Linked DNA regions of Sus scrofa: region 1 is linked to region 2. A link is a contact called in public HiChIP or PLAC-seq data. All regions are on one chromosome and are shown on one strand. Each heading gives the region's core, a stretch centred on a gene start, on an enhancer-like site or on the middle of the called end of the contact. The rest is flanking DNA. Distances are from core to core; before and after follow the strand shown.

Evidence for each region. HiChIP or PLAC-seq counts read pairs in DNA pulled down with a chosen protein or histone mark.
Region 1: a contact with region 2 is called in an H3K27ac HiChIP or PLAC-seq map of alveolar macrophages. The contact joins two enhancer-like sites. A contact is called at or near these places in 1 of 5 promoter capture datasets (liver), 2 of 47 Hi-C or Micro-C datasets (embryonic fibroblasts and heart right ventricle) and 1 of 2 datasets of contacts at active chromatin or transcription factors (alveolar macrophages).

What each region holds. Positions count from the first base shown.
Region 1 is chrX:97,348,241-97,352,571 of Sscrofa11.1, reverse strand. All of the region lies in intron 10 of IL13RA1 (interleukin 13 receptor subunit alpha 1), which reads right to left. Among named protein-coding and RNA genes, the nearest start is that of ZCCHC12, 30 kb to the left of the region's middle. Within about 2 kb of position 2,756, at least 7 of the 83 cell types and tissues checked have an H3K27ac peak or open chromatin away from gene starts, as enhancers often do. A contact at or near this core is called in alveolar macrophages, where this site is marked.
Region 2 is chrX:97,288,988-97,293,315 of Sscrofa11.1, reverse strand. No RefSeq gene overlaps it. Among named protein-coding and RNA genes, the nearest start is that of IL13RA1, 9.8 kb to the left of the region's middle. Within about 2 kb of position 1,580, at least 10 of the 83 cell types and tissues checked have an H3K27ac peak or open chromatin away from gene starts, as enhancers often do. A contact at or near this core is called in alveolar macrophages, where this site is marked.

The DNA of each region.
Region 1 (4,331 bases), core at 1,507-4,006, 58 kb before region 2:
ATGGCTGTTTTCATGCTACAGCAGCAGAGCTGAGTTGCTGTAACAGACCAAAAAGCTTGTAAGGCCAAAAATATTTACTATCTGGCTCTTTACAGAAAAGGTTGTCAACCCTGCGTTAGATTATTTCTCAGCTCCTTTTCTGCACTGCTGTTTCCTGGTTCTAAAAGCCTGGAAAAGGCAACAGAAGTAGGGAAAATCAGAGAGGCGCAACAGTGACCGTTCAGCTGCCTCAGGCTGTGCATTTTGAGATGGACTCAGCAAGTAAGGAGCATCCATTCGTAGAGAGTGCCTGGAGGGCTGAGTTGGGAAGCACTGCTTAAAATACCCAAATTATTCTAAATAATTATTTAATACGAATACTCTTAGTAGAATGGCTAAAATAAAAAAACACTGACCATTCAAGTGCGGATAAGGATGCAGAATAACCAGATCTCTCGTATATTGTTGGTAGAAATGTAAGATAGTACAGCTGCTATGGAAAAGAGTCTGACAGTTTCTTATCAAATCAAATATATATTTACCGGCATGACTCAGAAATCTCAACCCCAGGTACAAACCCAAGAGAAATGAAAACATGTCCACACGAAGACATCTACATGAATGTTTATAGCAGCTTTATTCATGAAAACCTCCAACGGGAAACAACTGCAATGTCCTTGATCGCGTGAATGCTTAAATAAACTGGGGTACAGCCATATCATGGAATTCTAATCAGCAAGAAAAAGCAAGGAGCTAGTAATACGTGCAACAATATGGGTGTATCTTAAACGTTATGCTAAGTGAAAGAGGCCAGACTCAAAAATTGATGTATTGCATGATTCCATTCACATGACATTCTGGAAAAGGCAAAACTTTAGGGACAGAAAACAGATTAGTGATTGCCAGGGTATAGGATCAGGGAATAAATAAAGTTAAACCCTATCTCACAGCCTACATGGATAAACCCCCTACGGACTAAAGACCTATATATAAAAAACAAAATCTAATTAAGTCCTGGAAAAATATATTAGGCAACAATTATATAAATCTGCAGTAGGAAAGGGTTTTCTACATATAAAAAGGAAGATTTGAGTGCATAAAAAGAAAAAAAAAACTTCTGTACATCATTAATCACCCTAAATACTATACAAAGGCAAACGCTGATGACAAGCCAAAGGACTAATAACTGATATATTAAGAGAGCTTTACAAACCACCAGGGAAAAGATGAATATTGTGGGGAAAAATGGACAATGAACAAGAATTTTGCAAAATAATTCATTCGAGCCAATAAACATGTGAAAAAAGATGATATTTGATATGTAAAATTAAAACAAGATGCCCTTTTCTCATCTATAGCATTGAGAAGAATTTTTTTTTTAAATTAGATACATTCATGTGGGCAAAACCATCGCCAAACAACCATTCAGACACAGTACTGGTTGCTATTTAAGTCAGTATAACCTAGTTGTAATCAAGGCTTCTTGTGACAAGTTTAAGTGTGTGCATATTCTAATGCCACCATTTCCTTAATATGAAGGAATCATACCCTATATATGTTTAATTTGTCAGCATATAATTTTTATACATCAGTAGAATAGGTGTACCTCATTCTCTTTAACCTCTGTATAATATTTCATTGCATAATTGTACCATAACTTACTTAGCCAGTATCCTTAATAGACATTTACCCTGTATATCCTTTCTGGATGACAATTTGTCAATAGCAATCAAAGAGTTTAAAATGCACATAATCGCCTTTAATCTAGCAATCTTACCTGTAACAATATCCCAAGAAAGTAGTGAAATATATACATGCTAATATATTAGCTGTGAAATGATGCCTAAATAATGAAATTTTAGAATTCATCTAAATGCCTGATAATAGGGACTTGGTTAAGTACATCGTGATGTATTTACAAAGTATGATACTATTTAGCCATTAAAAAGGGTCTTAGAGGACCAGGGTTGGGGAACTTTTTCTGTAAATGGCCAGCTAAGAAATATTTTCAGCTTTAAGACCATGCGGTCTCTGTCCCAATAACTCAACTCTGCTGCTGCAGCATGAAAGCAGCCACAGACAATGTATAAATGAACAGGCATGTCTGTGTTCCAACCAAACTATCTTTATGGACACTGAAATTTAAATTTAATATAATTTTCTTCCTCCGATGTTTTTAACTACTTACAAGTATAAACACGATTTGCAGCTTACGGCCTGTACACAAACAACTGGTGGGCAGGAGTTGGCCCAAGATCTGTGGTTTACAGAGAAATCCCATGAGGAAGGTGGTGCTTGGCAGCAGAGTGGCATATGGAGGTTCCCAGGCTAGGGGTCTAATCGGAGTTGCAGCCACCGGCCTACACCACAGCCACAGCCATGCGGGATCCGAGCCACGACTGCGACCTACACCACAGCTCACAGGCAACGCCGGATCCTTAACCCACCAAGCGAGGCCAGGGATCGAACCTATGTCCTCATGGATGCTAGTCAGATTCGTTAACCACTGGGCCACAACAGGAACTCTCAGCAGCAGAGTTTTTGAATCTCCCCAAATGCCACAATAAAAACCACAAGTAGGAAGCCTAAGTAGGAAAGCAAAACCAAAATCCACGAAACAATCTGCAACAAAGCCAGATGAAAGTGAGGCCCCCGTGAGCCCTGAAATATGAGTAGGTGGTGACAAATCAGAGAGGCTTCAGGAGCAAAACGGCATTAGCTATGGGAGAGTATGGAGAGGAAATCAGCAGGGCATCTGGTAGATCTGAGAACTCTAAAATGACTCACTCAAACCTCAGCAGGCTGACTTATGAACAATGAGTCAGACTGGCAGAGGTTTGCACCGTCAAAGAGTGACCAAGAGCAAGGAGTCCACGGAATAGCCTGGGAGCCACCTGGGCGCTATGAGCTCTCGAGACCATCCAAAGCTCCCTTCCTGGGCAAAGTCCCACTCTGAAGAGAAAATGGTGGAAACAGACTCCACACTGGCTGGAACAGAGACAAGACAGACAAAATAGAAAGTCCAGATAAAAGTAGAGGAGGTCAGAAAGGAATTCACTACAATTCTGAAAAAAGGTCAAAAATAACAGAAGATGGAACTCCACGGCCATGAAATTAGAAAAAAAAAAGTCCTAAATCAAGACTCCTTCTAAAACTTCTGGGAAACTAATTTCATGTAAAAATAAGCAATAGAATAGTATTCTTACAGAATTAAAACATGCCAAAAAGCTGGCCACAAAAAAATGCATACAAAAATTATAATCTAATATTTCAAAACTAGCTAAAGTAGATTAAGAAAAGAGTTATATGATGTGGGAAAATGTGCATGATATGGAAGAATATTAAAAATGCAGAATAAGAACAACTCAGAAATGACATGGCAAAACTCAAGAAAGAATTAGAAGTAAAAGAAAATAATCCTTTCAGAAATGAAGACTAGCCAGAGGAAACACAGGGGCAAATAAACACACAGATAGTACCTTAAGAGAAACAGAAGATGAAAGGGGGAATTTTTTTAACTTAAAAGAAATGAAGGTGGATGAAATTTTTTCAAGAGGATGTGACAAATATAGAAGACAAGCAAAGGAAATAAGGGAACAGAGTAGTTGCTGTTGTGGCGTAGCGGAAACGAGTCTGACCAGTATCCATGAGGATGCGTGTTTGATTCCTGGGTCAGGGATCCGGCGTTGCCATGAGCTGTGGTGTAGGTCACAGATGCGGCTCAGATCCCGTGTTGCTGTGGCTGTGGTGTATGTAGGCCGGCAGCTACAGCTCTGATTCGACCCCTAGCCTGGGAACCTCCATGTGATGTGGGTGCGGCCCGAGAAGGCAAAAGAAAAGAAAGGAAGAAAAGAAGGGAACAGAAAAATGAAGCCTGGAAGTGAACACATTTTTACCGAAACTAAAAAAAAAAAAAAAAAAAAAAAAAAAAAAAAAAAAAAAGATTTGAAACTCCATACTGAAAAGGCACACTATATGCATTGGAAAAATCAGTGCAGAATTACCAACACGGAGACATTTTTTAGTAAAATCATCAGACTTTGAAGGAAAAAAATCTTCTGATAACCAGGCAAAAAAGACCAAGTGTTTTAATCTGGGAAGAATGTAATACTGTCAGCAGACTTTGACATTTTATTCCAGAATAAAACTGATGACATATTTAAGATATCCAAGGCAAGAACATGCAAGTCAGGGATTTTATATCTAGCTAAAATGACTTGCAATTATTAATGCAGGAAACTCCACCAATGCATAAATATTTCAGGAAATGTTTGTCCCATGAATCCTTCCTGAGAAAACTTATTTTTATTTATTTATTTTGGCCATGCCCCCAGCATATGGAAGTTCTTGGG
Region 2 (4,328 bases), core at 331-2,830:
CTTACTTCCCAGCCTTGCGGATTTGATGAGTTTGCTTTATGACACAACGTACAGTTTATTTTTGTAAATGTCCCACGAGTGTCTGCAGGACAATTCTCCAATTATGGGGTCCAGTGTTCTACATGTATCTGCTGAATCAAGTTTGTGGATCGTGTTGGTCAGATCCATGCACTTGCTGAGTTTGCTTTTTTTCCTGTTGGATTTCTCAGTTACTGAGGTGTGTTGGACTCTCCCACTGTGATACTCTGATGGTGGGTTTGTTCAGTTCTCCTTAGAATTCTGTTGATTTCCACTTTATGTACGTGTATTTTTAAGGCGTTTCTTCAGATGCATGCATATCTAGAATTGTTAGCGCTTCATAGTGAAGCAAGTCATTAATCATTATGAAATAACTTCCATGAATCTACAAATGCTTTGGCCTCAAGGTCTATTTCAACTAGTATTAGCATAACTTCATAAGCTTTCTTTTGCTTAGGGTGTGCCAGACACTGTTTTCCCACATCCTTCCTTTCCTATCTCTGCCGTGAAGTTTTAGATGAGCTCTTGGGAACAATATATAGTGCAAATTTGTTTTTTTTCCTATCTGATAGGCAATCGCCATCTTTTAACTGTAGAACTCAGTTCTAGTATGTCTACTATCCTTATTTCTACCATCTGATTTTGTGCTTTCTGTTGGTCCACTTTTTTTTTCTGTATCTTTTTTGTTGTTTATGGCTGCACCCACGGTGTATGGAAATTCTTAGGCCAGGGACTGAATCCTAGCTGCAGCTCCGACCTACACTCCAGCTGCAGCAACACTGGATCCTTTAACCCACTGCACCGGGCTGGGGATCAAACCCACAGATCTGCAGCAACCCAAGCTGCAGCAGTTGGATCCTTAACCCACTGTGCCTCAGTGGGAACTCCCTTTTGTCTCTATTTTTTTTTATCCTCTCCTCTCTCTTTTCTTTCTTTCTTTTTTTTTTTTTTTTTTGTCTTTTTGCCTTTTCTAGGGCCACTCCCATGGCATATGGAGGTTCCCAGGCTAGGGGAAATCGTAGGCTAATAGGAGCTGTAGCCACCGGCCTAGGCCAGAGCCACAGCAACGCGGGATCTCAGCTGCATCTGCGACCTACACCACAGCTCACAGCAACGCCAGATCCTTAACCCACTGAGCAAGGCCAGGGATCGAACCCGCAACCTCATGGTTCCTAGTCAGACTCGTTAACCACTGTGCCACGACGGGAACTCCTATCCTCTCCTCTCTTGAGTTCTTTTAAACGTTGTATGTGGAGGCAGGGGGGAGAGGGGGGATCTTTTTCATTGTAAGAGCTTGCTTTATCTCTCATAAAATATGCATAAGACTAGTACCTACCACAGGGTTTGTTGTAAGGATTAAATGAGATGAAGAAACTTACATAAAATGTCTCTCCAGTACCTAACACATAGTAGGCACTACTAAATGGGGACTATTATTAGAAGTTCTAGTACCCTTTCATCTTTAGGGTTCCCTTCTGTCTTGCTGTTCCGCTTCTGTAGTTCTCCTTTCTGCTGACAATATCCCATTTGTTCTCAGTCGCTTTTCTTTCATTTCTCCTTTACCAGTTGATTTCCTGGTTCCGTTCACCCTTTCTTCCCCAGGCCAGCTCCATGTTCAAGCCACAGTAGTGAAGCCCCTTCGGACACGGGACGCTGTGCAGGGGATCTGGGGCACAGCGGGGGCAGGAGGTGAGACAGCGGTGCCTTGTCCTCTGATCCCCATTCCACAGGCTGACAAAGGTACCGCCCAACACGTGGCCGAATCTGCGTGTCCCTCTAGGCTGGCCACGGTGACACTGGATCCGCCGGGATCATCGGTTTCTGTGACGTGGGTGCAAGGCCAGAGAACTTGCCAGCTAGGACACAGTTTAATTCTTAGCTCCTTGGCCAGATCCTCGCTGTCCACTCTCAGGAAGGGGCCCTGCTGTGGGAGAGTGGGTGTCACCTCACTAGGGATTTGTATATGTACTAAGCCTGGAAAGAGGAACCATTTGTACTCAAACACACTGCGGTCAGAGGAAAATTTTGACATCATTGTTGTGACAGCACTGCAACTAAATTTATCAAGTTATGTATTTTGCGTGTGTGTGTGTATGTGCTGCTTGGAGAAAGCAACGCATGTTTCCAAAAAGCAAAAACTCACCAGACCAAAAAGGAAGCCCTCTGCTAATCTGATATTTATTTGCCATGATGATTCCTTACTCCACTTACTTCAAATCTTTGCTTTTTCTGTGTCCTTTGTAGCATGACATTTTTTTCCAAGAGAGACTGTGTCACTGGAGGAACACTGGAACTTGCTGGAGTTTAGGGTGTTTTTCTGTTCTCTGGTGGTTTCCCTACTTGGCTTGAAGTAAACAGAGGTGCTGAACATCCATATATATATTTTTTTGTCTTTTGTCTTCTTAGGGCCACACCCACGGCATATGGAGGTTCCCAGGCCAGGGGTCTCATCAGAGATGTAGCCACAGGCCTACGCCAGAGCCACAGCAACGTGGGATCCGAGCCATGTTTGCAACCTACACCACAGCTCATGGCAATGCCGCATCCTCAACCCACTGAGCGAGGCCAGGGGTCGAACCCACAACCTCAGGGTTTCTGGTCGGATTCATTTCCGCCGCACCACGACGGGAACTCCGAACATCCATATTTTGCATGGGCCTCACACAGATAGGAGAGTCTCATCTTTTGATGACCATTAAGCATACACTTTGATTCTTCACAATAAACTGTAAGTAGACGCTGGTGGTATTTTTTGAAACTGCTTTGTTACAAAATGCAATTTCAACTTACAATGTAGATGAAATGCATCCCTGTTAGCATGTACAATAACAAAATGCCTCTCTGTGATTGGGAAGTTCTGAAAAAACAAACCGTATATAATGTATTGTATCTGTCTTCATTGAAGAGAGGGCTACTGCCAGCATGGAAACAGGAGCAATTTAATTTCTTGCAAACCACAGAAAAGATCTTGAGTAGAAGGTGAGATAAACATAGGCTGGAGACTGAGGTGCAGGGTGCAACACATCTAGGGAGGTGAGAGAGTTTTAGGAAATACTAGGAAAAGGAATGGAGGAGAGAGAGGGAGGGAGAGGGGAGAAAAATGGGAGCGAGGGTCTTCTAATTTTAGTAGTCAGGTGAATGTCTGATTTGAAGTGACGGTGAGGGGATTTTACCTCTCCTAGTATGTTCTAGACCAGTGGCTCTCAAGGTTTTTGATCTCAGCACTTTTTTTTTTTTTTTTGTCTCTTTAGGACCAAATCCGTAGCATATGGAGGTTCCCAAGCTAACGACAGATCCTCAACCCCCTGAGAAAGGCCAGGGATCGAACCCACATCCTCATGGATACTAGTCAGATTCGTATCCGCTGCGCCGTGGTGGGAACTCCCTGAATTCACTTTACATGAGTAAATTAGATCTCAACAAAACAAAAAGATCCGTTCCAGAGCTTTGATTTTCATTAAGTACTTACTGAGTGGAAATACAAGAAAACCCATGAAACTTTCTTTCCACATGGAAGCATAAAGGTTTAATTAGAAAGCTATTCCTCAAGAGTCTTTTTTAGGATTTTGGTTTTCATCCTCAACCTACGCTGTACTTGCAGGCAATACTGGATCCTTAACCCGCTGAGTGAGGCCAGGGATCGAACCCACATCCTCACAGAGACTATGTCGGGTCCTTAACCTGCTGAGCTGCAACATGAACTCCAAAGGTTCTTGGTTCCAAGGCCTTGGCTCCTCTCTGTGTATGTGCATTGCACTGATTAGTATTAAGTTCAGCTGAGAGCAACAGAGCTCCAAAAATAACAGTGGCATAAATGTGAGAAAACTTGTTTTATATAACAGCCCAGAGAAAGGCAGTCCAGGCTGGTATGAGTGTGTGTTCCCACCATGCTCTCAGGCACCCAGGCTATTTCTATCTTGTTGTTCCAGCCTATGTGGCCTCTGTTTCTCAGGTCACCTCATGGTCCAAGATGGCTGCTCCTGCTCCAGCCCTCACTTTTACATTCCAGCTGGCAAGAAAGAGTAGGATGGCAAGAAGAAGGGACAGGGCAGGTGTTTTTTAAGGAAGATTCTCCGTAGCTTCCAAATGCCATTTTCTTCTATATCCCTTTGGTCAGAGCTTAGTTGTGATAGTCTTTATCCTGGGTGACTGTCCAACTAAAAATTAAGGGTTCTGTTATAGATGTAGATGAGAATGAATGTTGTGGGATGATATCCACAATGATCAAATCTTGGCCACAGTGGTCAAATCTCAAGTCATCAGATGACAAGTTAGCCATATGCCACGCTAGTTTCGAGTTTTCTCATCCT